Linked DNA regions of Mus musculus: all the other regions are linked to region 5. Evidence: chromatin contacts called from public Hi-C data. All regions are on one chromosome and are shown on one strand. Each heading gives the region's core, a stretch centred on a gene start, on an enhancer-like site or on the middle of the called end of the contact. The rest is flanking DNA. Distances are from core to core; before and after follow the strand shown. Region 1 overlaps Lpp (LIM domain containing preferred translocation partner in lipoma). Region 2 overlaps Lpp (LIM domain containing preferred translocation partner in lipoma). Region 3 overlaps Lpp (LIM domain containing preferred translocation partner in lipoma). Region 4 overlaps Lpp (LIM domain containing preferred translocation partner in lipoma). Region 5 has its middle 28 kb from the start of Bcl6. Region 6 overlaps Lpp (LIM domain containing preferred translocation partner in lipoma).

The links. Hi-C and Micro-C count contacts between places; a contact is called where the count stands out from the background.
Region 1: a Hi-C map of bone marrow-derived macrophages shows a contact between it and region 5, with 14 read pairs. The contact joins two enhancer-like sites. A contact is called at or near these places in 1 of 484 Hi-C or Micro-C datasets (bone marrow-derived macrophages), 4 of 115 datasets of contacts at active chromatin or transcription factors (CD4 T cells, embryonic stem cells and oligodendrocyte precursor cells) and 1 of 9 other capture datasets (embryonic stem cells).
Region 2: a Hi-C map of bone marrow-derived macrophages shows a contact between it and region 5, with 12 read pairs. The contact joins two enhancer-like sites. A contact is called at or near these places in 1 of 15 datasets of contacts at CTCF or cohesin (the NIH/3T3 cell line) and 1 of 484 Hi-C or Micro-C datasets (bone marrow-derived macrophages).
Region 3: a contact with region 5 is called in a Hi-C map of bone marrow-derived macrophages, with 9 read pairs. The contact joins two enhancer-like sites. A contact is called at or near these places in 1 of 484 Hi-C or Micro-C datasets (bone marrow-derived macrophages) and 3 of 115 datasets of contacts at active chromatin or transcription factors (CD4 T cells, embryonic stem cells and regulatory T cells).
Region 4: a Hi-C map of bone marrow-derived macrophages shows a contact between it and region 5, with 12 read pairs. The contact joins two enhancer-like sites. A contact is called at or near these places in 6 of 39 promoter capture datasets (the C10 cell line, cranial neural crest, frontonasal cranial neural crest and 3 more), 2 of 484 Hi-C or Micro-C datasets (B cells and bone marrow-derived macrophages) and 4 of 115 datasets of contacts at active chromatin or transcription factors (T-cell acute lymphoblastic leukemia, bone marrow-derived dendritic cells and embryonic stem cells).
Region 6: a contact with region 5 is called in a Hi-C map of bone marrow-derived macrophages, with 12 read pairs. The contact joins two enhancer-like sites. A contact is called at or near these places in 1 of 15 datasets of contacts at CTCF or cohesin (the NIH/3T3 cell line), 1 of 484 Hi-C or Micro-C datasets (bone marrow-derived macrophages) and 1 of 115 datasets of contacts at active chromatin or transcription factors (embryonic stem cells).

What each region holds. Positions count from the first base shown.
Region 1 is chr16:24,877,827-24,881,320 of GRCm38.p6, forward strand. The region is part of intron 9 of Lpp (LIM domain containing preferred translocation partner in lipoma); the gene reads left to right. Among named protein-coding and RNA genes, the nearest start is that of Gm22672, 4.6 kb to the right of the region's middle. Within about 2 kb of position 1,290, at least 35 of the 459 cell types and tissues checked have an H3K27ac peak or open chromatin away from gene starts, as enhancers often do. A contact at or near this core is called in bone marrow-derived macrophages, where this site is marked.
Region 2 is chr16:24,932,011-24,935,784 of GRCm38.p6, forward strand. The region is part of intron 10 of Lpp (LIM domain containing preferred translocation partner in lipoma); the gene reads left to right. Gm52245 (a long non-coding RNA gene) reads right to left here. Exons shown (of 3, transcript XR_003951917.1): 3 at 605-1,111. Among named protein-coding and RNA genes, the nearest start is that of Gm52245, 7.5 kb to the right of the region's middle. Within about 2 kb of position 1,876, at least 74 of the 459 cell types and tissues checked have an H3K27ac peak or open chromatin away from gene starts, as enhancers often do. A contact at or near this core is called in bone marrow-derived macrophages, where this site is marked.
Region 3 is chr16:24,990,302-24,993,726 of GRCm38.p6, forward strand. Lpp (LIM domain containing preferred translocation partner in lipoma) reads left to right here. Exons shown (of 13, transcript NM_178665.5): 13 at 1-2,277. Among named protein-coding and RNA genes, the nearest start is that of Gm52245, 51 kb to the left of the region's middle. Within about 2 kb of position 1,895, at least 21 of the 459 cell types and tissues checked have an H3K27ac peak or open chromatin away from gene starts, as enhancers often do. A contact at or near this core is called in bone marrow-derived macrophages, where this site is marked.
Region 4 is chr16:24,820,375-24,824,007 of GRCm38.p6, forward strand. All of the region lies in intron 8 of Lpp (LIM domain containing preferred translocation partner in lipoma), which reads left to right. Among named protein-coding and RNA genes, the nearest start is that of Mir28a, 5.7 kb to the right of the region's middle. Within about 2 kb of position 2,332, at least 6 of the 459 cell types and tissues checked have an H3K27ac peak or open chromatin away from gene starts, as enhancers often do. A contact at or near this core is called in bone marrow-derived macrophages, where this site is marked.
Region 5 is chr16:24,015,359-24,018,797 of GRCm38.p6, forward strand. No RefSeq gene overlaps it. Among named protein-coding and RNA genes, the nearest start is that of Bcl6, 28 kb to the left of the region's middle. Within about 2 kb of position 1,568, at least 28 of the 459 cell types and tissues checked have an H3K27ac peak or open chromatin away from gene starts, as enhancers often do. A contact at or near this core is called in bone marrow-derived macrophages, where this site is marked.
Region 6 is chr16:24,897,556-24,901,062 of GRCm38.p6, forward strand. The region is part of intron 10 of Lpp (LIM domain containing preferred translocation partner in lipoma); the gene reads left to right. Among named protein-coding and RNA genes, the nearest start is that of Gm22672, 15 kb to the left of the region's middle. Within about 2 kb of position 1,691, at least 4 of the 459 cell types and tissues checked have an H3K27ac peak or open chromatin away from gene starts, as enhancers often do. A contact at or near this core is called in bone marrow-derived macrophages, where this site is marked.

The sequences.
Region 1 (3,494 bases), core at 40-2,539, 860 kb after region 5:
TAAAACATTTTCAATTTTACTAGAAATTTAATGAGAATTCCTCTATTACTCTGTGAATTTTTACCAATCCAGTGTTCAAAGTTGTATGTGGAAAGCAGTGTCTCAGAGGGAAGCAATATGAAACACATGGAACATCTTTCAGGAGCCACATGACAAACCACAAGATTCAGATAAGAATGAAATTCCCTCTAAAAGCAGGCTTAGAGGCTGGGCACAGGATCCTGATAAGGTAGCAGGGAGCCAATGGATTCAGGCTTTGAAAGCTAGCTGGGAAATTCCATGTATGTGTAAAAGGGAGAAAGCCTTTTACCAAGCCATGCATGAAGGTTACTGCTGTCTCTGCTAGGCTGCCACATAAGTAGGTCAATAAATAGTTCATTCAAGTATAACTTTAGTACCTATTCTAAATGGTTTAGAATCTTTTGAATAAGCATGAATTTAAAAAAAAAGAACCCTCTAATATATTGTTCCAAGATTTTTAGCTCAGCAAATCTCTTCTACAATCTTTTGGAGTTGGCAAGTTCCTCAGAAGCTATCCTAAGGATAGTGGTGGTATAGACAAGACAGACGAAGGGGCTCATCACTGCCCTTCATGCCCCCTCTCCTTATTGCTTTAGTGGACAGTAGGACCACCTAGTCCTCAGGATCCATCCTCAGAGCACTGCTGGAAGACCTCTCCATCTTCCTTGATCAGGTACTGATTTACAAAAGCAAGAGTTTGGCCAGCCCATGTCTCCGATTCCCACTGCCTTGTTCTTGAAGTTGCTCTTCATGTTTCCCTCCAGCAAATCCCATGGGGAACCTCTGAAGTGCCTAAGTTACTCTTTAATAAATATCTCTCTTCTCTGAGGCACCATCCCTCCTAGTTGAACCACCTGCCACAAGCTAAATTATTCCTTAGTGTTTACACCTTGCGGATATTTATAGCCATCATCATGGCACCCCTTAGTCATCCTCCAGCCCCGGTGTGTTACATATATAGCTCTTTTAATCTTTCTACAAAGTCAGACTCCTCAGTCTCTTAATCACTTGTACCATCCTCTCTCTGGTGCCTATAAGAGAACAGTTTGAATATATCCCAGATGGCAAAAAATAACCCCAACATGTGGTAACTAGGGGGAGAAAACCACGGAGGAGATGAAAGGAGCAATCTCCAGGTTAATTAGTGGGGTGGCCGCAAATATGTGCACAGTTTGTTTCAGAAATAAAGCAAGCTGTATTTGTTGTAACTGTCTCCACTTTGAACTCAGTAGTATGTTGGTGGAGCCAAGCTGTGTTGATGGTCCAAACAGCCACTAAAGACCTTTGACTTTGTACTCCCTCTGTGTATCTCTTGCTTAAGATGGACTTCAAATAGGATCACATAGCGATACAAGAAAATATTACTAGTTTCTGTTTAGTTTTATGGCTTTACGTGGTTTCTGAGCTTCATATAAGCTCAGTAAGGGAGGACCTTTGACTTGTCTCTCTCGTTATTAGGCACATGGGTATTAGTCATCTTATAAAATTAGCAGTGTTTACTGAATATGATAGCCTAAATAAGGAACAACTTCAGTACAAGAGTGATTGCTCAGAAATGCTCCACAGACAGCAGGAGAATATGGCCATTTCCAAGTTTGTTTTTTTATTAGATATTTTCTTCATTTACATTTCAAATGCTATCCCGAGAGTCCCCTATACCCTCCCCCCACCTGCTCCCCAACCCACCCACTCCCACTTTCATAATGTTTTGAAAGGCTATGCAGAAATGTCCACTAAGTGATTTTCTCCACACCTGATTCAGCCTTGATTCAGTTTATGTACTTATCTTACAAAATGTATCTTGGGTTGGAAAACTAAACTCTGAAGGAGTCCTTAGGAAAACCTCCCGATTCCTTTGGGGGAGGCTGCAGGATGTACCATCTGTAAGAAGAGTGTGCCTCAGCTGTATAAGAAAGGTAGCTGGCAAGGCATAGGAGTGCATGCTTTTAGTCACAGCACACAAAGTCCAGACAGCTTAAAGCAAAACCAGAGAAGAATGCTGCTTACTGGCTTGCCAGGAAAGGAACTTGCAACAGAAACAACATGTAGGAACGCTCTTCACTAGCTTGCTCAGTTCCTTTTCTTATACACACCAGACCCACCTGCCCAAGGATGGCACTGCCCATGGTGTGCTGGGTCCTCTAGCATCAGCCATTAATCAAGAAAATGCCTCATAGATATGCACACAGGCAAATCTGATGGAGATGGGTCCCTCAACCGAGATTTCCTCTTCTCAGAAATGCATGTCTAAGTTTGTGTTGAGATGACAGAAGGTATTGCAGGAAGGTACCTGAGGATGGGCCTGAAGTCAGCCTCTTCATTAAGTTCCTGTATTGAGTTTTTGCCTTGGCTTCCTTTGATGATACACTGTAAACTCTAAGGTGAGATAAGACCTCTCCTCCCCAAATGCCTCTTGGTCATATGGTGACCACAGCAACAGAACACACAGCAGAGAGGATGTGACCAGCCTCCATCTGTGACTCCTAGGAAATTTTCCTTTTCCCAGAGTCTCACGTGGTCCAGAAAGTGTTCCTTCTGGCCCAGCCATGCCCCTCCTATAGAATTGTATGCTTTCTTCTGCAGATGTCTCTAATGTTCTTTCAGGCTGATCAACTCTGACAGTTTCTTCGTGTTTTCTTTTACCAAGCATTTGTCTGCAGCTTAGAAGATATGAGTCTCACCAGAGTTCATTAGAATAGATTTTAGGCTTTAATATTTGTAACTGAGCAGTTCTGCCAGTCTGAAGGTAGCCAAGGACAACCATTTCCTCTCACACACAAAGTAAGGTTGTGAAGGGACTTTTTCTCTGAATGAAGGAGGGGAAGAGGAAAGTAGAAGCCTTCTCATGTTTTATTCAAATGTTAACAAAGAAATCGAGAAGTGTGTTTCCTTAAAATTGACACCATTTTTATCCCAAATGTTCCGGTGAGTGATAGTGGGTATGGCAGGCAGTCACAGCAGGGGGAGCTTTCTCCAGGAGCTCAGTCCCCGTGGGAAGCATTACCTCCAAGTAATACACTAATCGCTTTGAATCCTGCATATTTTCACATACTGTGTGCATACATACGGATATTAATAACTGTTCCCTAGACGTCACTTCAGCACTTGGAGAGCTCAGTGTTGCTAAGCAAGTGCTGGAGATGGAATCAGATGCAGATGGCAGTTCAGCAGAGAGGATTTTACAGAGACGCATGAGGAGAAAGGACGGAGGTGCTGACTCCATCCCCATGGATCTTTGAGTTCTGAGGTGATCAGCTTGTGTGAGCTATGCCTGATATTCATCCACCCACTGCACTGAGATTATAAATGGCATTGCTAGTGCTTAAAGGTACTTACCTCAGAATCCATCTACTCACATCCTACCTGCATCTTATTCAGTGGTTTCTGTCTAGTAATTTCTTACAGCATTGAGACATACATAAATTTTACTGTTTTGTGTATATGTTCTATTTCCATATATATCTTAGAAGAAT
Region 2 (3,774 bases), core at 626-3,125, 920 kb after region 5:
TTACAAGTACTTCTGCTGCTACTGCCACTCCCAACCCCAAAACAGCACCCAGCCCTGTTGGGATTCCTGTGGGCTGTGGTAAGTGAGACGTTTTGCTCGAGTCTGAAAAGACTACAGTGTTTCTGTGTGTACAGAACAAAAATGGAAAACCAGATCATGTGTTTATCTTAGAGCTAAAATTCCAAAACCTAATCTGAAGCGAAGGACCATATTATAGTATAAGACAGTGTCCAGACTCACTTTAAAGGAAGGCTGTGCAGGAGTCACCTTCGGACCTCTATTTAACAGTTCCAGTTCGGGCTTTTTGAAGCCGTTTTCTACAGTAGGCTGTTCTGTATTGAGCAAACATACACAGATGAAAACCCAGCAAACAGAGTGATTTAATTCATTGCTTACCCTGCTGAGTATCAAATTTCCTAACTTTCAACTAATGTTCTTTAATTCCTCTCTTTTCTTTCTTTTCTTTGTTTGTTTGGTTTGGGTTTTTGCTTTTTGTCAAGACAGAGTTTCTTTGTGTAACTCTGGGTATCCTGGAACTCATTCATTTTGTAGACCAGGCTGGCTTCAAACTCGCGGAAATCTGCCTGCCTCTGCCTCTGCCGCTGCCTCTCGATGCTGAGATTTAAGGTGTGCTCACTGCCGGCCTGGCAGCTTCCTTCTTCTTATGAATAATAATGTGGGAAGCCTAGGGAGTCTCTTTTGGCAGTCAAGACATCTTCACTTGTGTCTGTAGCAGTTTCAGTGACTGCTTTTCTCCCTTTAGCTATTTCCTCCCTCGAGCCTCCCAGCAATTGCTAGGGTTTCATAGTTCATGCTAGCTGGACAGATATTACTCTGGAGTCCTGGAAAAAGTAGAAAGTAAGGTGAGAATCACTTAGTTATTCTCTTCAGCAAAACTGTTAATGTTGTTTATATGACAGGCAGTCTGGAATAGAGTGCCTTGGGCAAACTGTTTAACATGTTTACAATCGGCCTCCGGGCAAGTGGAAGGTAGGCGTTTCCATGCACAAATGTCATTGTCCTTGAAGCACCCAACTCCTTGTGAACAATATTGTGTGTCAGCATTCTTCCCAACCAAAAGGGCCAAGTCTGTGTTCAGTTCAGTTGACTTCTGAAAGACAAGAAAAATAACTTGCCATGAGACTGTTCTGATTCTAATGCAAATTTGACTGATGTTAATTTTTCCTTATCTCTAATGAATTTCTGTGTGTGTGTGTGTGTGTGTGTGTGTGTGTGTGTGTGTGTGTGTGTGTGTTTATAAAACCTACGAGGGTTTTCATCTCTGTCTCTAAAGAACCACTTTCGTAGAATCCCACTTTTAAAAAGATACCTGAAAGCCTATTGTGTGCAACATCTGGCTCTCTGGAAATCTGTCAGAAGGAAACTTTTTTTTAAAAAAAGTTGTAAAATAAATAAAAGCCGATTTTGAAAGCATTTAAGTGGACATAGAGATTGCACGAGGAAGGCATTTATTCGAACTGGGTAATTGGCGACACTTCCTCAGGGAGGATGGGAAGGTCTGTGGCACATGATGTTAGTGGGAAAGAGGGGACAAGGATAAGAACCCTAGATGAAGATGTGAAGGCAGGAAGATTGACACATGCGTAGTCATAATCCCAGGGGCAAGAGGGCAGAGGACGAATGGAAGAGCCAGGTAGAGACCAAGCAGCTGAGCATTTTGAGAGCAAACTCTCCAGTTGATCGGAAAGCTTTGAGTGTGCTACTGCAGCCTGAATAAAAGTCTGTCTGCAGCTGCTAAACAGTAAGCAGATCAAACTGGCATTTTATCAGAAAAGGAAGATCTTGTTCTAGTCGCAGTAGATGAGAGGTCTCAGAAGGTTGCGCATTGTGATTTCAGCTACACATGCAAATCCACAAGACTCGGAGCTCATTTTTACTGTTGTGCAACAGGGTTAGTTTTGTTTTGAGCTGAGTCTCCCAAGGAAGTGTGGTAATCAGATTTCTAAATCCATCACATTAAGCCCTGTCAGCAGTGAATCATTGCCTATGTGTTAAAGGTCAAAAAATTTCCCTTTAGAAATTCATTATGGTGGTGACTGGAATGTAAATTTGAATGTTCATGTGTAGTGGGTGTGAATTCAACAGATAAAAGGCCAGAGGAGACACAGAAAAGTCCATGTTGTTATTATTTTAGGTCAGATATTTACAAATTGTACTTTAAAAGTTATGACTGCAAAAACAAAGAGTGCGTATCTTTCTGTCTTGTTTGGGCAAGGCTGTGTGCTGGCTAGTAAGAGGAGGAGCCGGTGTGCTCACACTCCCAGTGTGAACTATTACACTATTGTTCACATTTGCTTTTCCTCACTAATGTGCCCACCCACCTTAGCAGATCCCCAGCTCAATTTCCTGGAATTGTCCTATCAGAAAGTCCTGACTTCAGGACTGGATCCATGTGTGCTGCGTGTGTGCTACCATTGAGTTGAAGACTAGTTTTTATTTTCAGTATTCTTGAAGGTTTATCATCATTGTCATCACTATTATTGCTACTACTGCTACTATTACTATTATTACTATCATCATCATCATTATTATTGGTAAGTTTAACTTTCCGTGGAGTGAACCTAGACCACTAAGCTGAACTCACTCTAAATGTTTCAGAGAATTAAAATACAACACTTCTCTATAAATTTTTAAGAAAAATCTAAGTTTCTGTTTAAAAACAATCAAAAAGTGAATGCAGTGTCTTTACAGGTTGTGATGCATTCAGGAGTAGTTACGAGACAAGTAGAGTGATTGCATTACCTTCCATGAAGCTCTTGGGGAAAAATTGTCTATGTGCATGAGTGTTGTGTCTGTGCATGTGTCTATACACCACCTGAGTGCTTTGTGGACATAGAGTCTAGAAGAGGGGGTTAGATTCACAGGACTGGAGTTACAGACAGTTGTGAGCCTCCATGTGGATGCTGGGATTTGAACCTGAGTCCTCTAGTGTGCTTTTAACCCCTGACCCTTCTCTCCAGCCTTCTTTCTGTGTAGCTCTTACTAATATTTCCACTGCACCAATATTGTTTCCCACGCTGCTAGACTTTAGTTCTGAGCTTCTTGAACATGCTCTGAGTTCCAGGCCATTTCCATCCTCCTGGCCAGCACGATGATGCTCACGTCTAGATTTGGCCATTTTCAGAGCTGACGCACAGGCACTATGTCAAGCCTGTTAGGACAGTTTTCTCTAAAGCTCTCTGGGTGATCCTGACACTACAACATAGTGTTTCCAGTGGTTTCCATTGTGATTTTCATATTTTTACAGACATTCAATTCTGGACTGCATTTCAAGTCACGTGTAATCTCACATGTACTTTGAATCATAAACATTTAAATATAAATAACCAACTCATCCCTTTCCGTTTTCAAAAAGATTTGTGTCAGTGTGTGTATGAGTGTGTGTGTGTGTGTGTGTGTGTGTGTGTGTGTGTGTGCCACATTTGGATGGGTGCCCTTGGAGGCCAGAAGAGGATGTTAAGTTCCTTGGAGTTGGAGGTGGCAATGATCCACGTAACATGGGTGTTAGGAACTAAATTAATGTCCTCTGGAAGAGTAGCAAGTGCTCTGACCACTGACTTCCTCTCCAGCCCTATCTTTCTGATTTTTAAAATGAAATTGCAGTCATATATTCACATATACAAAATATATTTGTTTATATATTATATAATATATATTCTCATATATTAGACATGTTTATAGATTTGTATATAATGTATTTTACTCCTAAAGATATTTTCCAATATGTTATTAGATGTGTCCTTTCAAAATCTG
Region 3 (3,425 bases), core at 645-3,144, 980 kb after region 5:
CACAAAGTAGACGTTACACAAAGGCACAGAGCCCAGGGATAGTAATCTTGCCTGAGCTGCTCGCACAGGCTTCTTATTCCATGGCTTTGTCGCAGGCTTTTCTCTTTCTGTGCCATCACCTTTGAGAAACATGATTGCACCTTCTCCAACTCTGCCTTTTTAACAGCTTCAGTTGAGTTGGCAAGACTTTCCCAGCTCTGAATATAGCCATTTCCCGACTCCGGCCTCTGCGAGACTGATTTCAAATCTGTGATCTTCTGTTCAGCGTACACATCAGCAAAGTGAGAAGTTGGGTGCTAAATATAGGCTCTATTAACTTTACTTTTAGATGTGCTGCCTTCAAAGAGTGCCTATTCTGAGCAACGTAAACGTTATTCCTACATATGTATGTACACACGGTACCCGGACTCACACTGTTCGGGCTTCACAAACACCATCAGCAGGGGTAGGTGCTGAGATAAGGAAGCATCGCCAAATTGAAGAGGGTGGCTCATTTCCAATCTCCCCTTCAGTGGCTACCATGAAATGGGCTAAAACAAGAGTCTCCTGCACTTCCTGCTGACACAGCCACTTTGCATTTATATCCCAGGAATAGTGGCAAATTGCTGAGGAACCCGTATTTCATGGAAATAATACAATCATGAACATTTCATCAGGAGAGGGAAAGGCAATTAATATGTGTCATGTGTGTTTTAAAAACTAAGTATTGCTAAGTTTTGAGTGTCAGCAGGTTTCTTTTATCTTACAGGCTAACATAGAGAAAACTAACGTCTTGGCTATAGGGAGTGTAAGCTCAGGGGGCCAGGCATCCCTGCCAGCTCCTTGAAGCATTTTTACTCCAGCTCCTAAGAATACCAGTCCATGCTATTTGAGGGCTTTTGTTCCTGGAGCTCTCTCTGTCAGCGACAGGAACTCTAGGTATTTTTGAGGAGGCAGCAGCATAGCCTGGGAGGGTGAGTGGTTACCCAGCAGTCGTGCTCGGAGGTGAGCCAGGTAGATGTGCTGAGGTACATGGAGATACCGTATGATCGTACAAGGGTTGAACGGAGGACATGATTCCAAAAAAGATTGTTCTCAATGTGTCGTCTGACTCAACCAGCTGGCAGATTACACTTGCCAAGTCGCTTCCTTTCCTTCTAAGTCATTTGGCTCCATATTCCCTTGAATATGCCTGTGAGGAAAGTAAGATGTGTCGCCCCATCCACTTAGCCTTCCTGAAAGGACATTAGTGATGCCCTAGTGGTCACCAAGCTACCATGAAATGCCACCACTCCTACTCAGTTGTACCAAATGCAAGTAGAGGGGACAAACTGTGGGAGACAGATTTAGTGCCATCGTGGTTGTCTGCCACTCTGCCCAGTATGATCCCAGCAACCCACGAGATCTGAAGGAACAGGACTGGTGAGTAGCTTTAGGGCTATGGCCGTACTTCTTTAGGAACGTCATGATTGGAGTCAGGTTGATTTTTTTTTTTTCTTTTTAGAGGTGGGCAGTACTTTTTCCCATTTCTCCTGTTACCTATCTTTTGATCTCTATCTAATCTCAACACTAATAATTTTCTGCTGTTGACCTGATCAGATTTCAGTGCTAGAAAAGAATTCTAAAATCTCTTGTGTGCTGTCCTCAAGTCTTTGGGATACACAGGTACTCCTCCTTGGGAACAAACAAACTGAGACAGACACAGTGTGGCCTTGCTCTGAGTTTCAGTCTGGTGACTTGTGGCCATGAGAGAGAGCTTGATATGAAAGCTAAGTCATGTTTAATGGGACAGGGTAAGGACAGGAGAGAAAAGCTGTTAGGCTTTCCCTGTGCTAAACCTATCTCCTGGGAGCAGGCACTTCCTCCTAGCTAGCCACCATCACAGCCTCACCAGCAGCAGCCTCAAGACTCAGTAACATTTCCAACTTAGGAAAAGCTACACAGACGCATAGAGGATATGACATTGTTCATCTGCATGATCCTGACAGAGCCTTGGTATTTTCACAGTGTAAGCAAATTGCATATCTTTGCTGTCTCATAAACCATCGCTGACATCCCCACGGGAGCACACATAATCCTTTCTGAAAATCAGAAGTTGTGTTACAAGAAAGTGGTTTGGGTAATTTCTTTTGTATTTACACATTATTCAATTATATTAAAACATGATTTTATTTACATTCTATCAGTTTTGATTGTGTTTCCCCAGTGCTCAATGAGAATAAATATGAAAATCACAGTTTTTTCTGTAAAAGAATTACTTTATATTTAAAAATCCAATAAACTTCTCATTCCACTTAACTTGCCTCTGTGTGGAATTCTTTCGGAGTCAGATGATCTCTGTTTCCTTTTAAGCCCAGTTACTGTGATTCATTTTTTCACCAGTTGCTTTCCATATGGTCCTCTGAGACTGGGAATGCCTCTCAGAGCGAGTTATGCTGCAAGAACATGAAGCCCCCACTCCATCAACACAAATGAGCTCAACTTCTGACACGTTCGCAAACCACTTCAGCACCCTCTTTCTGAACTCTGCAGAAGTGTGTGTGTGTGTGTGTGTGTGTGTGTGTGTGTGCGCGCGCGCACGTGCACACACACGTCTGTGAGTGTGCGTATGTGTGTATGTGTGCGTATGGGAACACACACATGTCTCTCTGTGTATGAGTGTGTATGTGTGGCCTTTTAATGCTAGACCCAAGTAAGTAGGTCCATTGAGGTGGGCCTGGTGGAATTCTACCCTCGTTTGACACTTTTTCTCCACTTGTACTATGACTATTTCTCAAACACCACAATCACTCTTTGCTTAGGCACCATGAGGAATGCAGGTATAATCCAAAGTGGGGCGAGTGGATAGTACAGATCTCTAGGAGAAAGGGATGGATGAATCAGATACAAGGGAGCAAGACCGCATTTACGCACTTGGCATTTAATCATTCTTCATGCTCTGTCATCATCTTGTCCTCATTTATATTCTAAGAATAACAGAAAAAAAAAAAAAAACAAGTTCACTTTTTCATTCAGCAGATGTCAAGAAAACAAAAACACCCAGTGCACTAAGCCTTAGGGTATAAGCTTACTAAAGTATGACTGAGTCTCCCATCACAAAAACTGGAGAGAAGCCCTTCTCTCTCTCCAGCACCTGGTCAAACATCTGAGATTTGTGAGCAGGAGGGCTCTCACAGAGGCAGCTGTTTTTAAAGCTGCCACATAGAAGGTTCATCTTTGAATGCATGGTGAGTACATCATGAATCCTGGGGAAATTCAGGAAGTTGAAATCATAAGGAGCATGGATGATGTAATTTTCCTTTCCCATCTCTTCACCTTCTCAGTCACTTGATGCTCTTTGACAAGCCCATTCTGTTCTATGTAGTCTAATGTTCTGTGTACCCATTTTGTCCTACTTGAGATTCTGAGAGATAGAAGGACCTTTAGAGACCATTCACGATGACCTG
Region 4 (3,633 bases), core at 1,082-3,581, 810 kb after region 5:
CAAGGAGATTTCCTGCATTGGCCAAAACTTAAAGAGCTAAATTGAGAACCCTATGCCATCGCTGCTGTCTGCATTTCCCTCTGTGCACTGGGAACCACCTAGGGTCTCCAGGCCTTGTTTCGTGGCCAGGACAAGCTTTGCTGCTCCTGAAACTGCACTTTCTTTCCAGAAGTCTCCTCTCCACATCCAAGAATGGCCATGTATTTGCACACTCTTTGAGATGGCTTTCCTTGTATTGACTTATATCACTGACAGTATGAATTTATTTTGCACCTTGTCTTTATGATCTATAAACCTTCTGAAGGCCAGATCTACTTCTAACTTACCTGATTCATTTATGGGTCTGCCCCCTAATGTACTTTTCAAAAAAGTACACATTTATGGGAAGACACAAGGATGGATTACTTCTAGAAAAGTTTATATTGCAATCCCTACTATAACAATATTAATAGATATTGTCACAGGATGTCATGTAGCCCAGGCTGGACTTGAATTAATAATATTTAAAACTCAAACTCCCAAATCCTTGCATGCAGGCCTGTCCTACTATGTGGAGCTGAATAGGCACTTTGGACTTGAATGCCTTTTGTTGTTTACAAAGTTCTTTTACGTGCATTTCTGTGTAGTTCAGCACTTATCCTATGCTATGCACATAAGTGTGTAGTATAAATGTGTATGTGTATCCATTTTGTGTCTGTGTGTTGCTTATATTGAACAAACTCACACATTCATATACAAGCTGAGTTCTGTAAGGGAGAAGCTGCTATGTTGGCTGCTGGAGCCTCACTTCAGCACTTGGCAAGAAGGAAAAGCTCAGGGAGGATTTGTTAGCTGAAGGAATCAAGTTATTACCTCGTTCAGGCTTCACCATAATCATCCAAAGTGCATAAAGTCCATATTGTATCTTGTGTCTTTTCAAGTTAAAAAACTGAGTCCCAAGGACCTGCTCAGGGTTTCAAAGGTACACAGTGGCCAAACAAAAACTTGAACCCTAGCTTTCTAGATCCATAACCTTTCTTCACTGACTTCTGGGAATTTTCTATATTAATAGCAATGCATGAACTATCTCACGAGGAAAAATTGCTTCCAAATTTAAATGCGTGATGCATATGCAGGAAATCACTGACTTTTCAATCCAAGGGTAATGCGGTTGGTGTGACTTTCAGGGAATAGGGCTTTCTTTTACCCACTCTTCCTGATGGGCATGTGTCAGTGCACACAAATGCATACCATACATCCCTCACTTCACACTTTCCGAGGCTTCTTAATTCCTCCTCAGGTTCTCCATGCTCTGGTGTCTTTTATAGCTTCTGCTGGACCAGGCACCCACATGACATTTGTTATTGGGATGTCAGCAAGTGTAAAGACTGTGGGAAGAGAGAAAGCTGACCCATCTAATGTAGACGAGAGCCTGGTACTAGTAGAAGTTTGCTTCCGTCCTGATTGTAGCTCATGGCAGGAAGCAGAGTAAAGCCTTTATTGATGACTAAGTTGTATTGAATATTACAGCATGTCACTAATCGCCACGAGACCCTAATGGAATACCATTCTTACTGAGATGGGAGCCAAGGTTCAGCACTGGAGAGAGGTGACACAAACACCACAGCCAGGGAAGGGCGGCCTTAAGCCCTGTGCCTAGAACACACGAACCCTTACACTGAAATTGGCCGCATAGTGTAGGTGTTTGCACAGTCACTTTCTCTTCTTGGGAAACTATCTCTTGTGTTCTTTAACACATCTTTGTAAATGAGAAAAAGGCACACAGTGCCCTGAGATCACAGTAAAATACAAGGGAACTATATTCATTTCCCATATTCCCATATTCAGACAGACAGACAGACACACACACACAATTGAAAAATCTTTAAAAGGATTGCTGTGGGGAACAAATGATGTCCTACGTGGCTCAGCAGTTGAGATCTCACTGCTCTTGAAGGAGATGTGAGTTGGTTCCTAGCACCCAGGGTTGATAGCTCATAACTGCCAGAACTGCATTCCCAAGGAGATCTGACGCCCTCTACTGGATTTTATGAGCACCTGCACTCATAGATCCCTCCTGACCAGAGTCTGTCTCCTTGCCCATCTCCCTGTCTCTGTCTTTCATAGGGAATGTTAAAATAATCTGATAAAATACAAGAGAAAAGTAACATTAGCTTTTAATCTAAAGTGCATGTGGGTAGGGTGAGTCACTGAAAATTGTACAAAAGAGATCTTAAGTTCTGTAGGATGTTTCAAAGTCTGTGGAAATGCAGTGAGTAGCCCAGGAACTCTGTAAAAGCCTATTTTGGTGCTCGGGGTAGACAGATGGTAATAAGGTAATGGGATGTCTAGTCTATGCAGATTCACAAGTCTGGTTCTGCATTTGACCATGAGTCAGGCCTTGGACATGGTTTCTCCATGTAGACTTATTTCTTTCTCTTTTCGTTTCTCATAAATGGCTACGAAGACTTGCTGGAAGCTGTGTGTGGTTCTTTTTACTGAAATTATCATTTGGGGAAACACTTGTTCTCTAAGACTTACTGAACTCCACCCCACAAAGCATGCCCCCTACTCAGATGTCATCTCCTGTACATCATTTGGAAGATGGATTATTGGGGTTTCCCACCAGTCCCCAGCTCAGTTTCTATTTCCAAATTCCGGCTGCCAGTTCCATACTTGGTTAAGATCCTGCTTCTGCCTGGTATCCTAGGGAAACAGTTTGTAAGGGCTGCTGTGTCCATCTGCCTTCCTGCCTGAGTTTTTGACTATACACCCTGATTATTTCCTAATCTAGAAGTGAATCACAAGACTGCAAATGCAGGGAACAGCCTTGAAATATGTTCAGAGTGTGAATACTTACAGAGTTAGGCCTGAGAGTGTAGAGCAAGACACTTGCATTTGTGACTCTACTTATGTATATATTTATAGGCACTTTGATAAAGCCAATGTAAGTGCATACATAGTTGGGCTGTGTATCAAGAAATCTTAATTTTTAAATGCAGAGACATTACAATTACAGTGTGAACATGGACCTGGAAACCTCCCTGCACACCATTCCCAGTCAGCTGTGACATTGTTCAAGGGACCCTTGGCTTGAAGTTGTCAAGATAAGATAAGTTGGTTAGCTTCAGGCTGTATCTCTTCATCTACAAGAAGCCCATCCTCCACTTGTCATGGGAATTTTGAGCCTTTGTCCTAGAATTTTTTTTTTGACCAAACTAACTTGTTAAATAATATATTCTACAGTCTTGGTTTTATACTCCTAGATACATAGGTATTATACCATCAGAATCATAATTTGGGGTGTAGTGGTGAATGTCTGAAATCCCACACAGCAGGATCCAGAGGTCAGGAACATTATGAGTTACAAAACAGGACTATATCACAAAAGCAAACAATGTAGAGTAATATAAGCAGTATCCTAGACAGATTTGATTTTTATATCAATAAACAGTCTTCTACCAGATAAATCTGTATACTTTTCAAGCTTTGAAAAGTTTGAACCTTACTCCTAAATTTCCATCCAGCACACTTAATATGAACAGCAGGTTATTAAAAATTTACCTATTTGGCTTGTAAAACTTTGGAGCCTAGTTGCTAAATTCACCATTGGACATTGTTGGAAGTCAAAGATGAGCAGAAAAGAAGAAAGCA
Region 5 (3,439 bases), core at 318-2,817:
AATCATCTTTTTAATAGATTTAAAATCAGAATATTTTGCATTAAAGTTAGGTCTAGCATTTTGCTATAAATTACTTGCATAAAATTATTATTTTTACAGTGTATATACATTTTAATATTAGATGATTTTTATTAAAATATTTACTTTTGAGGTAAGAATAATATTTTCATGTGCCACAAGTAGGTCATGGGTTCTGATAAATTTGCTGGTAAGTAAAAACAAATATGACTTTGTGACCTTAGAAGAATAATTTTCCTGCAGCCCTTAGAGTTGAGGGTGAAATTCATAGACACAGAGCACAGTGTGTGGTCTCCTTGATGCTCGGCTGTAGAGAACAATGATAAACGGCAGCTCCGGGGAATCTCTCTCTCTCTCTGGGTGATGGGCAACTGTCATCTTGGCACTAAGGTTGTTAGAAAGTGCACGATAAATGATACTGTGCGCCCGATTTCAGAACTGTGTGAGATGTAAACACAGTCTCTTCCTTCTGAACATCACTGGATGCTTCAGTTTGGATTTACAGAGTCATTGTTGAAAGCCCCATAAAAGTAGCCAGCCGGTACTGACCATTTACTATAAGCCAGCCACTGGTCTAGGGACGTCACAGGCAGTAGCTCCTTGTTCTTCACAATTCCGCGACAGTAAAATGTGATTGCCTCCACTTTGCCCAGAGCCCACATCTATGCTGCTGCTGCTGCTGCTGCTGCTGCTTCGGGGAAGCTTCATTTAGAGTGGCAGCTCTCAACCTCTGGGTTGAGACCCCAAAGGGTGGCATAGCAGATATTCTGCATATTCTTCATTATGATTCATAACAGTAGCAAAATTACAGTTATGAAGTAGCAAGGAAAATGATTTTACGTTGGGGGAGACACCACAACAAAAAGGGACTCAGCATTAGAAAGATCAAGAACCACTGACTTAGAGGCAGACAAAGTGAGTCTAGGTCTGAGGGGATCCTAACGTTTTGTTTCACTGCCTCTCCAGCTCCTGGCAGGCTGACAGGGTCCAAGCCACCACAAGCAGCAAGAAACAAGAACGTAGTCCCTGGTGTGGTAAGGGCCTCTGTGGATTTGTGGTTTAGGTCTCCTTGGTGCCACCATCTTTTCCAGAGAGAGCTTCCCATTTTGATGGGTGAGTCATCTGGCTATTCTCTGTGATCTTCGGCTCGGTTGGTTTCCTCTCTGAAGGGACGCTTATTCATGCTCAGCATGGGACTTACCTTACTGGTCACCTCTAATGTTCTGTTGGTCATTCCCTGAGTGCAAACTATTGTTATTCTTTTAGCAACATCTTCTTCCCTAGACTCGAAAAAAAGCCAGTAAATACCATCTTATCAAAGAACAGAGCAAATATCTGCTTTATTCTCTATTCCTATGCCATCTGTCCAGGACACAGCAGCCTGCTTATAAATGCTGGGAGAAAGAGTGAGGGCTAGCCAGGCGCAGCACGCAGCCTCTAATTCCTTCAGGCTATGCTCACTGTGCAGCCACTACCTAGAAAGAACTTGAAGCTCTACGTGGAGCAGAGACAGGCACATATCCGAAGACTGGCAGGTTCCTCCCCATCTACTTCTTCCTTCCTTGTTTGATTGACGAGCATTTGTGGGTGCTTCCTACCCCACCCATGTACAGTGTCTGGAGGCATGGGTGAGAAAACAAGTGAGATAACCCCTGGCTTCCAATTTGACTTCCCTGCTTAACAGTTATGAACACAGACACCTTTTTAACCTATCCAATCCTCTGTGTTCTCAACTGCTAAGTGAGGGATTAACATTATTGGGTAGCAGTAAAGGATGAAAGGACACCAAAGGTGTGAAGTGGAAGTGTTCTCCTCTCTCTCTCTCCCTTCCTCCCACTCTCTCTCTCTCTCTCTCTCTCTCTCTCTCTCTCTCCCTTCCTCCCACCCTTGCTCGCTCTCTCTCCCCCCCCCCCCCCAGGGTCAACTGTTGTCTCTTAGCATTTGCTTGGCAACAAAAACAAAGACAAACTGTTGACCTCAGAGGACTTGCATCCATGGAAAGAAAACAACCAGGATATGGGATACAAATAAAACAACCAGAGATATTCAGATTGAGTTTGAAAAGACAGCAGGAGGAATTAGGGGAGGGGATCTTTTCTTTTCTTTTCTTTTCTTTTCTTTTCTTTTCTTTTCTTTTCTTTTCTTTTCTTTTGTTTTCTTTCCCTTCCCTTCCCTTCCCTTCCCTTCCCTTCCCTTCCCTTCCCTTCCCTTCCCTTCCCTTCCCTTTCCTTTTCTTTTTATTGGATATTTCTTTATTTACATTTCAAATGTTATCCCCTTTCCTGGTTTCCTCTCTGAAAAACACCCTCCCCCTGCTCACCAACCCACCCACTCCCACTTCCTGGCCTCAGCATTCCCCCACACTGGGGCATTCAGCCTTCATAGGACATTGATGACCAACTAGGCCATCCTCTGCTGCATATGCAGCTGGAGCCATGAGTCCCACCATGCGTGCTCTGTGGTTGGTGGTTTAGTCCCTGGGAGCTCTGGGGTTACTGGCTACTTCATATTGTTGTTCCTCCTATGGGGCTGCAAACTCCTTCATCTCCTTGGGTTCTTTTCTCTAGCTCCTTCATTGGGGATCCTGTGCTCAGCTCAATGGGTGGCTGTGAGCATCTGCCTCTGTATTTGTCAGGCACTGGTAGAGCCTCTCAGGAGACAGCTATATCAGGCTCCTGTCAGAAAGCACTTGTTGACATCCACAACAATGTCTGGTTTTGGTGGTTGTATATGGGATGGATCCCCAGGTGAGTCAGTCTCTAAATGGTCATTTCTTTAGTTTCTACTCCACACTTTGTCTCTGTAACTCCTGCCATGGGTGTTTTGTTCCCCCCTTTTAAGATGGATAGAAGTATTCACGCTACGGTCTTCCTTCTTCTTGAGTTTCATGTGGTTTGTGAATTGTATCTTGGGTTTTCTGAGCTTCAGGACTAATATCCACTTATCAGTGAGTGCATATCATGTGAGTTCTTTTGTGATTGGGTTACCTCACTCAGGATGATATCCTCCAGATCCATCCATTTGTCTAAGAATTTCATAAATTCATTGTTTTTACTAGCTGAGGAGTACTCCATTCTGTAAATGTACCACATTTTCTGTATCCATTCCTCTGTTGAGGGACATCTGGGTTCTTTTCAGCTTCTGGCTATTATAAATAAGGCTGCTATGAACATAGTGGAGCAGGTGTCCTTATTACATATTGGACCATCTTCTGCACATATGCCCAGGAGTGGTATTGCTGGGACCTCAGATAGTACTATGTCCAATTTTCTGAGAACTCAAGAAGTTAGACTCCAGAGAAACAAATTACCCTATTAAAAATGGGGTACAGAGCTAAACAAAAAATTCTCAACTGAGGAATACTGACTGGCTAAGAAGCACCTAAAAAAAATGTTCAACATCCTTGGTCATCGGGGGAATC
Region 6 (3,507 bases), core at 441-2,940, 880 kb after region 5:
AAAGATACATTGACTGTATAATAAAGAAATTTATTTTCCCGATATCCATAAAATATTTAGAAAAACATTTATCAAATCAAAATCTAAAAGGAAAATACATATGGTACACCAGTTTAGTCCTACATCTTGGGAGGCTGAAGTAGGTATGTTGCAAGTTCATGGCCACTCTTGATTACATAGGGAAACCCTGTCCAAAAGGAAAAAGCAAACAAATTCTGAAAGGGAACTGTAGCTGAATCCAGCAGTTGACTAGCCAAGATAACAGCCGAGAAATGAAAAGTTAAGTAAACAAACACCCTGCTTGTGCAGACTGCTTCAACTACGGAAGGAAGATGATAATGCCTGCCAGACAGAGGACGTGGATGGAGGTCTAAGTCACAGAAGCCACTGTAAGGAGAGTACAGAAAATACCTTGATGCTCATAGGAGATGCTGCCTAAAGAAGGGGTGGGATGCAGGCCATTCATGACAAGTTGTTGGTAACTGAAAAAAAATTCTAGGATATTCTATAACAGTGAATTCAAGGCCAGCTGAGGTTAGAAAAGACCCTGTCTCATGGGGAAGGGTCGGAGGTGGGTGGGAATTAATGAATGCGGTACAAATAAATCTAGACAAATGTTACAAACTGTGGGGGTGAAAAAAGTGTGGGCATAACTATAGACCATTTCCTTTCTCTCCACTGAACCTAGGCTCCTTTGCTCTGAGTAAAATGCTTTAATCCTAGTACACTTTTTCTCAATGTAGCCTTGCTAACATGCACAAAACCTTAATTTCAAAACCCATGCTTCATAAACCAGGTATGCTAGCACATACCTGTAACTACAGCCAGGGAGGTGAAGACAGGGTGATTAGGAGTTCAATGCCAGCCAGGGGTGCAGTAGACCTTCCCTCAAAAAAAAAAAAAAATCACATGTTTCATAGGAAAGATGCTTTTTCTGTAAATCTAAAATATGCAAGGGGGGGGGGGGACCCTCAACCTCACCAATGTAGATGAAAGTCAGAAGTGCTACCTGAGAAAAGGCGAGGAAATGTCACTAACAGGGTTTCTCCTATCTTCAAAGAACAAATGATGCCTGCAGTGTCTCCACCCTCAGCCTTCTGAGACCCTAACTTAGCCTGCCTCAGGGAGGGAGTGCTAATCTAACTGCACATGTGGAGAAAGCCTAAAAGAAATGTTGAGTTCAGTGCTGCGTGATAAATTGGAGTGGTAAAGTGAATGCCACATAGTAAAATATTCTCAATTATTTGATGAGTGCAATATTTGAACAATATTAGCAGCCTTTAAAATACTTGGTTTAAACTCATATAGCACATTGGGGCAGGGAGAGAATATGAGTGTAATTCTCTCCATGGATACGTTTCACTGAAATGATACTTCATAAATTTGTTACAAATTTTTTAGGATTTAATTATTCTAAAGAGTGTGTGCGTGCTTGCATGCATGCATACATGTGTGTGTGTGTGTGTGCATGTGTGTGTACGTGTGCATGTGCGTGATGGGTGTACCATGCTGGTAGATGTCAGAAAAGGGCATCAAATCCCCTAGAACTGGACTTACAGGTGTTTGTGAGCCTATGTTTTAGGAACCAAACCCAAGTTCTCTGCAAGAGCAGCAAATACTCCTAACAGCTGAGCCACGTCTCCAGCCTATCATGCCTTTTTTTAAAAACAAGCAACCACCCCAGCACAAAGCCAGCTCTAAATAAAATGAGGAAACTAGTTTAGTTGAATAAGGCCAGCCTTCCTACCCTTGAATCTAGGAATGTGCACGATCATCTCTTATATTTGTATTTTTCTAAACATGCTTTTTAACTTTTGAAGTAGGACTATGAAAACAAAAAGAAAAGAAAAGGCTAAATGCATATATGTTTGCACAATTATGTAGGTTTTATTTTTTTGACACAGACATAACAAATAATATAAAGGTCCACATACTTGTTACCCGGTTTAACAAAAAACTATTAGAAATGCACTGGATTCTTTGTTCTCATCACAGTCCCCAAACTTCCTTCTGTCATACCCATGGGGTTCTAATGCACATCTTTGCAGTGTGCACTGTTGTTTACATGCAGGGTTTCATAGCTGTAAATATAGAACATATAAACATTTATAGACAATGGTAGACTATAAAACATGATTAAATCTAAAGTGGTAGGACAAAGCCTAAAAAGCTGACAAGATAAAAGTTACAAGGTTAGATTTAAAGAATACATGAGAGATAGCCCTTCCATAAAAGCCGTAAGAAAAACTGAGCAACTAGGCAACACTGGAAATTGTGTCTGTGTAACGGAATTTAGGGTGCTTTGGAGCCCGCCTGACACTTGTATGCCACTCTTAGAGCCACTCATTCATAATCAGCAGTATGTCCAATCTATGGCTACCTTTTCTAATGATATAGCTCTGTCCTCCTGTGGACACTGGGCAGTACTTTACTGACAGAGAAGCTGAAGCACATACCTCCTAGTTGACTGACCAGAGCAACAGGAAGTCCTTATTGATAACATTTATAACATTTCCCCCTAACTCTTATCCCAAAGTATACCAATTTCTATTGTATTTGAATAAGAACATTTAAGGCCCAGAAGGAACTAAAATTAAAGAAGTACTTTAATTCAGTGCTGTTGTTTTATGGCTGGAAAAGCTAACAGCCAGAGAAAGTTTGTTGATTTGCCTGAATTCACATGTTTGGCAATGGTAGAAGCATGAATAGAAACCAAGAGCCTTGGTGGTACCTTCAGAGACCCTCCCTCTTTAGGAGAGTTTTGAAATAACTAAGCCTATGTGTCTACAGAGACAGAGTGATCCCTGGGGAAAGCTGGACTCTGCCCACTTCAGTAGGACCGTGAACCAGGACAGCATTTGCTTCAGCTCTGACCAGAATGAAGGGTCTCGTATTTCCAGGTTCAGTGCCTCTGAAATGTTATGCTAGAACCTTCTTCCTGCCCCAGTTTGTTTATTTTTAAATGAAGCATGAACTCACCAGCCAGTGTTTGACAGAGTTTGGATGAATGTCAGCATCAGGCCACTGCAATAATGGTTTAAGATTTATATTTAAATATAATCCCATTACTTATACACTTCATTAGGCTGAGTGAATTGCTGGCTGTGGTTCAGCAAAGTTCCTACTTTAAAGATAAAGGATGGAAAGAGAATAGGAAAGGAGCCTCTTTATTCCTTGTTTTCTTTCTTATTCATCTTGCAGCTCTTAATGGACAGAAGGACAATAGTTAGCCATCTACAGCGTAACGTCTGCACTGCCGAAGCCCTCTGAACTGCTCTGCACCACCAGAACAAATTGTCCATAGCTTTAAATTTCCTATAAGTAGAAAAAGAAAGGAGTGGACTTGGAGGGGGGAGGGGGGACTAAGCTATAAAATTCTACCTTGAAACTCTGTCTGAAATGAGCTCCTGGGTCCTCAGTAATATAACCTTTCACTTGGGGTTGGAAAATACAAAAGGAAATGAGTGTAAAGATGGAGAAAATCAAATTACAACCAGCCACCATTCA